2 separate regions of the Triticum aestivum genome follow, and region 2 is linked to region 1. The links are chromatin contacts, called in public Hi-C maps. All regions are on one chromosome and are shown on one strand. Each heading gives the region's core, a stretch centred on a gene start, on an enhancer-like site or on the middle of the called end of the contact. The rest is flanking DNA. Distances are from core to core; before and after follow the strand shown.

Evidence for each region. Hi-C and Micro-C count contacts between places; a contact is called where the count stands out from the background.
Region 2: a Hi-C map of leaf shows a contact between it and region 1, with 5 times the contacts expected there. The contact joins the promoter of LOC123180517 here to the promoter of LOC123180516 in region 1. A contact is called at or near these places in 2 of 5 Hi-C or Micro-C datasets (both in leaf).

What each region holds. Positions count from the first base shown.
Region 1 is chr1D:90,093,217-90,096,075 of IWGSC CS RefSeq v2.1, forward strand. LOC123180516 (double-stranded RNA-binding protein 2) reads right to left here and starts at 1,308. Exons shown (of 5, transcript XM_044592581.1): 1 at 968-1,308; 2 at 259-412; 3 at 1-105. The coding sequence starts at 103.
Region 2 is chr1D:90,259,607-90,262,306 of IWGSC CS RefSeq v2.1, forward strand. LOC123180517 (transport inhibitor response 1-like protein Os05g0150500) reads right to left here and starts at 1,436. Exons shown (of 3, transcript XM_044592582.1): 1 at 757-1,436. The coding sequence starts at 1,289.

The DNA.
Region 1 (2,859 bases), core at 58-2,557:
CCTTAAACCGGGGCGCATGATCTGGCCCCTCGCGGATGCACGCGTAGGACGGCAAGTTGAAGCAGCTCCTCTGCGCAAGCTCCTGGAGCTGGTTCTTGAACATGCCTGCATCCACCTCAAGAATCAAAGCTGGACCCACTAAACTACATCACCACTGGAGCCAGGCTCATAAGGGGTGACAAAGATCATCATAGCAACCCCCTAAACAATATGAAAATTTGGAGAAAACATTGAACAGCGGCGTGAAGAAATGCATACCTTCGAAGCGGAAGTATCAATCAAGCAGTGTATGAAGCTATGTTCAGAGTTGAGAAGAGCTGCTTCTGGCCTTAACCCTTGCTTTGATGCCCTCTTGTTGCAGTAGATAAGAAGAGGTCTCAGATAATTAATAGCCAGTGCTGTACTCCCAGTCCTGTAGAGGAACAAATAAGTCCCGGATCAAATGGAAGCAATAAACATAATGCTGGCGTTAGCAGAGGCAACCATACTAACAATGAGTAAGACTACTGGAAGCAATAAACTGCAGTCCTCAGAGGATTCATTGGTACTTTTATGAGGATTCACTGGTAGTACTAGAGCAGAGCAGGGGAGGCAATGAAGCACGCAAGGACAACAAGAGCAGCTGATTCCCATTAAAAAAAACACAAGAGCAGCTGATTCAGCTCGCTGCCTCGTCTAATTAATGCACTGCCACAGTAAATCTAAGAAAGATATCGCACCCAATGAGTAACAAATCCAGAAACCTCTGATTAACTGACACAGAGGAAGAGAAAAGAGAACGCATGGAATGATATGGACCAAACATTTGGGACTGGCTAAGAACCTAATCGTATCCAATTAGAGAGACGCCGGAGCCAAGAAAGAAACCCCGCCCCGCCGCGCCGGCGAGATCGACCAAACCACATCGGCGGGAACCCGACCCCAGATCGAACCAAGCCCCACGAAACCAAGAGATGAGCAGACCAACCTGCGACGAGAAACCGCCGACTCTCCCTCCACCTTGAATCCTCGACCCCTCTCAACCGCGGAGGAAGCGAAAGGGAAAAAGGCAGCGAAGACACGAACCACCGACAGCCGCGACAAAAATCTCTCCTTTCTGTTAGCGGTTGCCTCCGCGTGGTCGCTTGGTTTGGCCGCGACTGCGAGGGTGGGCTCAGCTACGCCATTAGGCTAGGGCGGCGGCGCTGCAGCAGCGGGCGGCGGCCATCAGCAGCGAGATTGGGAAGGGAGGCGTGTTGCTTTCCGGCGCTTTTCGTCTGCATCCTACTCCTCCTACTCCTTTTTTTTTTCCGAGCCCGTGTGTCATGTGCACGCAACGGCGATCATTATTGCCGGCCACGAGGAAAACAGCGGTTAACGTCGCTTCGTTAAGGCATAGTGGAGTGGCTGATTAAGGCATGTTTGGTTGGCCATTAATATTGCTCCACTTTCATTGAAATATTTACAAAGAAAATAAAAGATCTCGAGTATTATACGAAATTTCAAAGAATTGCGCGGAGGGATCGGACCATTGATCAACTCAAAAAAACTCAGATTCGATTACATAAGTCGAACTGAAAGTTCACCTCGTACTATCCTTGTTCCTACCTTCAAATTCAAGAAGTGTACCAATGATACTCTCACACATGTTCTTCTCAATGTGCATAACATTCAGGTTGTGAGGTAACATAAGATTCTTCCAATATGGCAAATCATATAAGCTCGCCTTCAGGTGCCATGTTGGATGATCCACGCGCTTTCTCTTTCTACATGGATTTCCTGGGTACTTACCTAATTTGAACTTCTCCTTAGCACATTGTAAGTACGAATCAAATTCTTTGCTTGTGAACTTCCTTGGTGGTGTCCTATCCTCTGTCTTATTATTAAACGATGCTTTCTTTCTTCGTAAAGCATGTTTGAGAGAAAGGAATCGATGATGGCCAATATATCTAAATTTATTTTTCAGTTTCTCATAGCAAGGATCCTCATCGCAATACACACATGCATAATAACCCTTTTGTGCTCCGACCTGAGTGGTGCTATATGCAGGGAAATCATGAATGGACTAAATAAGCATCGCAAGTAAATTGAAATCTTGTTTCGTGGGTATATCTTCTATTTTCACACCAACCCAAAGCTCTGCATATCCTTTACCATTGGTTGCATTTATACATGAATATCCTTTCCTGGTAACTTTTTTCTCGGATCAACAATGTCATCATGAAATTAGATCGGTCCATGCACATCCAGGGTGGGAAGTTGTATGGAATGACAAAAACATGCCACATATTGTATGCACTACTCATGTGGCCAAAGGGATTGAATCCATCTGTTGGAAAGCCTAACTTCAAGTTACGGGGACCCGCAACAAAGTCTTCATGTTCCGCGTCGAAGGCCTCCCATGCCTCGCCATTAGCAAGGTGCCTCATGACATTTTTCTTCTTCAACCCTCATATCCTTGTGCCACCCGATGTGCTCTCATATTTTCCCCGAAGAAAAAAAACTTTGTAACCAGGGGATTATCGAAAAGTACCAAAAGATCTGGTGAGGAACCTTTTTCTTTCCATCACCATGTCTGCACCTTGATGTACCACACTCGGGACAATGAATGATGTTGGCATGGTCTCTCCAATACAAAACGCAGTCATACTTAAATACATGAATTGTCTCATAACGAAGACCAAGATCAGAAAGAGCTCTCTTAGCATCAACGCAAGATTTCAGAAAGGCCACATCAGGAAAAGCGTAATTCAACAGTTGAAAGACATATTGAATGTCCTATTGTTCATATGGGTTGATACGTCTCCGTCGTATCTACTTTTCCTAACGTTTTTGCTCTTGTTTTGGAGACTAATTTGCATGCTTTGAATGAAACTAACC
Region 2 (2,700 bases), core at 186-2,685, 170 kb after region 1:
TTTCTTTAGAATCTAGAAGCTCAAATCAGGAGGGCAAGTCCACAAACACACGCGATGGTAACTGAAAATGGAAAGGAGAACAATTCAAGCGAGATCCGGTGCCTCAGGCTCATGACGTGGGGATATACATTTTTTTAAGTAAAGGCGCATCTGATTGGTTTTAATTAAACTAGAAATAATTCCATCCTTTTGGCAAAAAGAGAAAAAGGGATGCATCCATCATTGGTACACAGATAGATAGATATCGTCTGCCAATCCCACAGATCCGTTCACGAGAGATCATGCTCACACAATGCAATCAAACATGGGCCAAAAGCTTCTGAAGAACAGGATGAAGGCTAGTTTGCAAATCACAGTTCAAAGCTTTGAAAGACATGACACTCGTTTGACTAGCACAAGAACACACTTGAGCTTATTAGGAGAGAAATAACAATAGCAGCTCCTTTGAATAGATCAAATCCATTCACGCTTAAACTAGGAATAGATCAAATCTTGACTGAAACTTGCATCAATGTCAAAGAAGTACCAAATGAAGCGCACACAACAAAATCAGTTGTTTTGCTCAAAATCGTTGAACCATTTTGAGGAAAGCCAGAGAAAATGTAATCATTTTGGCCGAACCAAGAACTGGTTAGATCACAAAAACCGAAAGCTCGAATGACCGAACAAAGCTCAAATCTGCAAGAGAAGGGAGCAAAGAAGCACCCAAATCTCCCGTCTTAGCTCAAAGCTTGACCGCCAAAGTCGGGGCCTCACCTGCAACCTTCGGTAATGGCGGCGAGGCCGGCGGTGCTGAATCCCTCGCATGAGACGAGGCGCAGGACCTGGAAGTTCCTGAAGGAGGAGGCGATCATCTCCAGGCACTCGTCGGTGACGACCATGCGCTTGAAGCTGAGCTCCTCGAGCAGCGGCCAGCCGTCGGCGGCGGCGGCGACCCAGGGCGCGGCCTCGGCGCCCCAGGCGGGCGGGACGAGCCCGAAGTCGGCGAAGTGGGGCTTGCCCTTGACCTCGGCGGCGCGGACGGAGGGGAAGCGGTCGACGGCGTCGCGCGGGGCGGCGGCGTAGCAGTTGGCGACGGCGAGGCGGCGCCGGGAGCGGCGCTCGGCCCCGAGCCAGCCGTGGCAGACGGCCGCCGCGGCGCCGCGGTCGGCGGCGGCGGGGAGGAAGGAGAAGGCGTGCTCCAGGACCTCGTCCGGGAGCGAGTGCCACGGCGGCGCGGCGGCGGCGCCGTCGCGCGCACCGCCGCGGCCCATCGGGGCGGCGCCGTCGCGCGCACCGCCGCGGCCCATCGGGGCGGCGCGGGCCGTCGCAGGGCCCGGGCTGGCTACCCGGCGGCTGGCGCGGGCCGGTGGAGCGCGCGGGGAGGCGGCGGCGGCAGGGAGAGCATCTGGAGAGGAGGGGGTGGAGAGAGAGGCTGCTGGCTCTCTCTTCTGTCTCTGCTCTCCCCCCTGGTCTTCTCGCTCCTCTGACGTACTGCAGGGTGCAGTTGGGCCACTGACAGGTGGGCCCGAAAGCAAGTTGGCCCACCTGTCAGTGACCCAACTGCACCCTGCAGTACGTCAGGGGAGCCGAGTCCCCTCCCCTCACCCTCACCTCTCTCTCTCTCCCCCTCTGCTTTTCTATTTTCATTTTTTTTTGAGAAGGAGATTTTTATTTTATTTTCTTTAGATAGACAGTGAGAGAGAGAGGACTGAGTGTGTACTGTCGTTGTCCTTTTGTTTTCTTTCTAGAGAGAGGAGATTTTTTTCTTTATTTTCTGTAATGTATTTCAGATTTATTTCTCATTGTTTCAGATTTATTTGTTTTGAGAGGGAAAAGAACTGTTTTTACTGCTCTGTGCTGAGATAGGGGTGAGCGAGCGAGCATGGAGAGGGAATGAACAGTGATGGAACTGATGGTAGGATGGAGGCGCTTGTTTCAGCTTGGGCTTTTTTGGGATTTGGGACGTGGACGCTGTGGATTCTGTGCGCAGTGGTTTGCAGCCGACGGTGTTCCTTTGAAGTGAACGTCGACAGTAGTTGAACGATTTGTGCACGATAACTCAACCCAGCCTTCAATCATGTGTGTTCAGTGGAGAATGATCGTTGGATCACATGTCGTTTGAAGTAGTCTGTGAAGTCGGTTCAAAGAAGTCGTCTGCGAAGTAGTCTCGCTTTGATATTGCCGGCATAAATTTTGTAGGGAAACTTTTGATGTTTTACAAGCTTTTTCTTCTGCGAATAGATGTTTTACAAGCTTTTACAAACCAAACATACCTTGTCGCATATACTAGTAATCAGAGCTTCGAAAAAAAAGACCATGAAATTGGTAGCTGCCAGAACGATTATTTCCCAAAATTAGTTGCTTTTAGCAACTCATATGTTTCATAATTTACCATGGAGCCATGATATAGGGTCAATACTTCTTCCAATGTTGCATTTAACCATTCATATTAAGATTAATAAAAAAATCATCACAAGCTCCTTTTCACATCAAATTTGATGGTATGCTAGGCATGTCATATATTGTTGATTTCTAGCATGATTTTTTTGGTATATATCTATATCTTTTTCTTGTTGTGATCCATGTGATGCTTTACTAATTACGATACACCTGTATGTGCGTATTTATTTTGGTAGAGTCATACAATAGCTCTCATCTGATGCTTGAACAACACGGTAAATCAAATCATTCACGTGTGAAACCGAAGTTCAGACGATG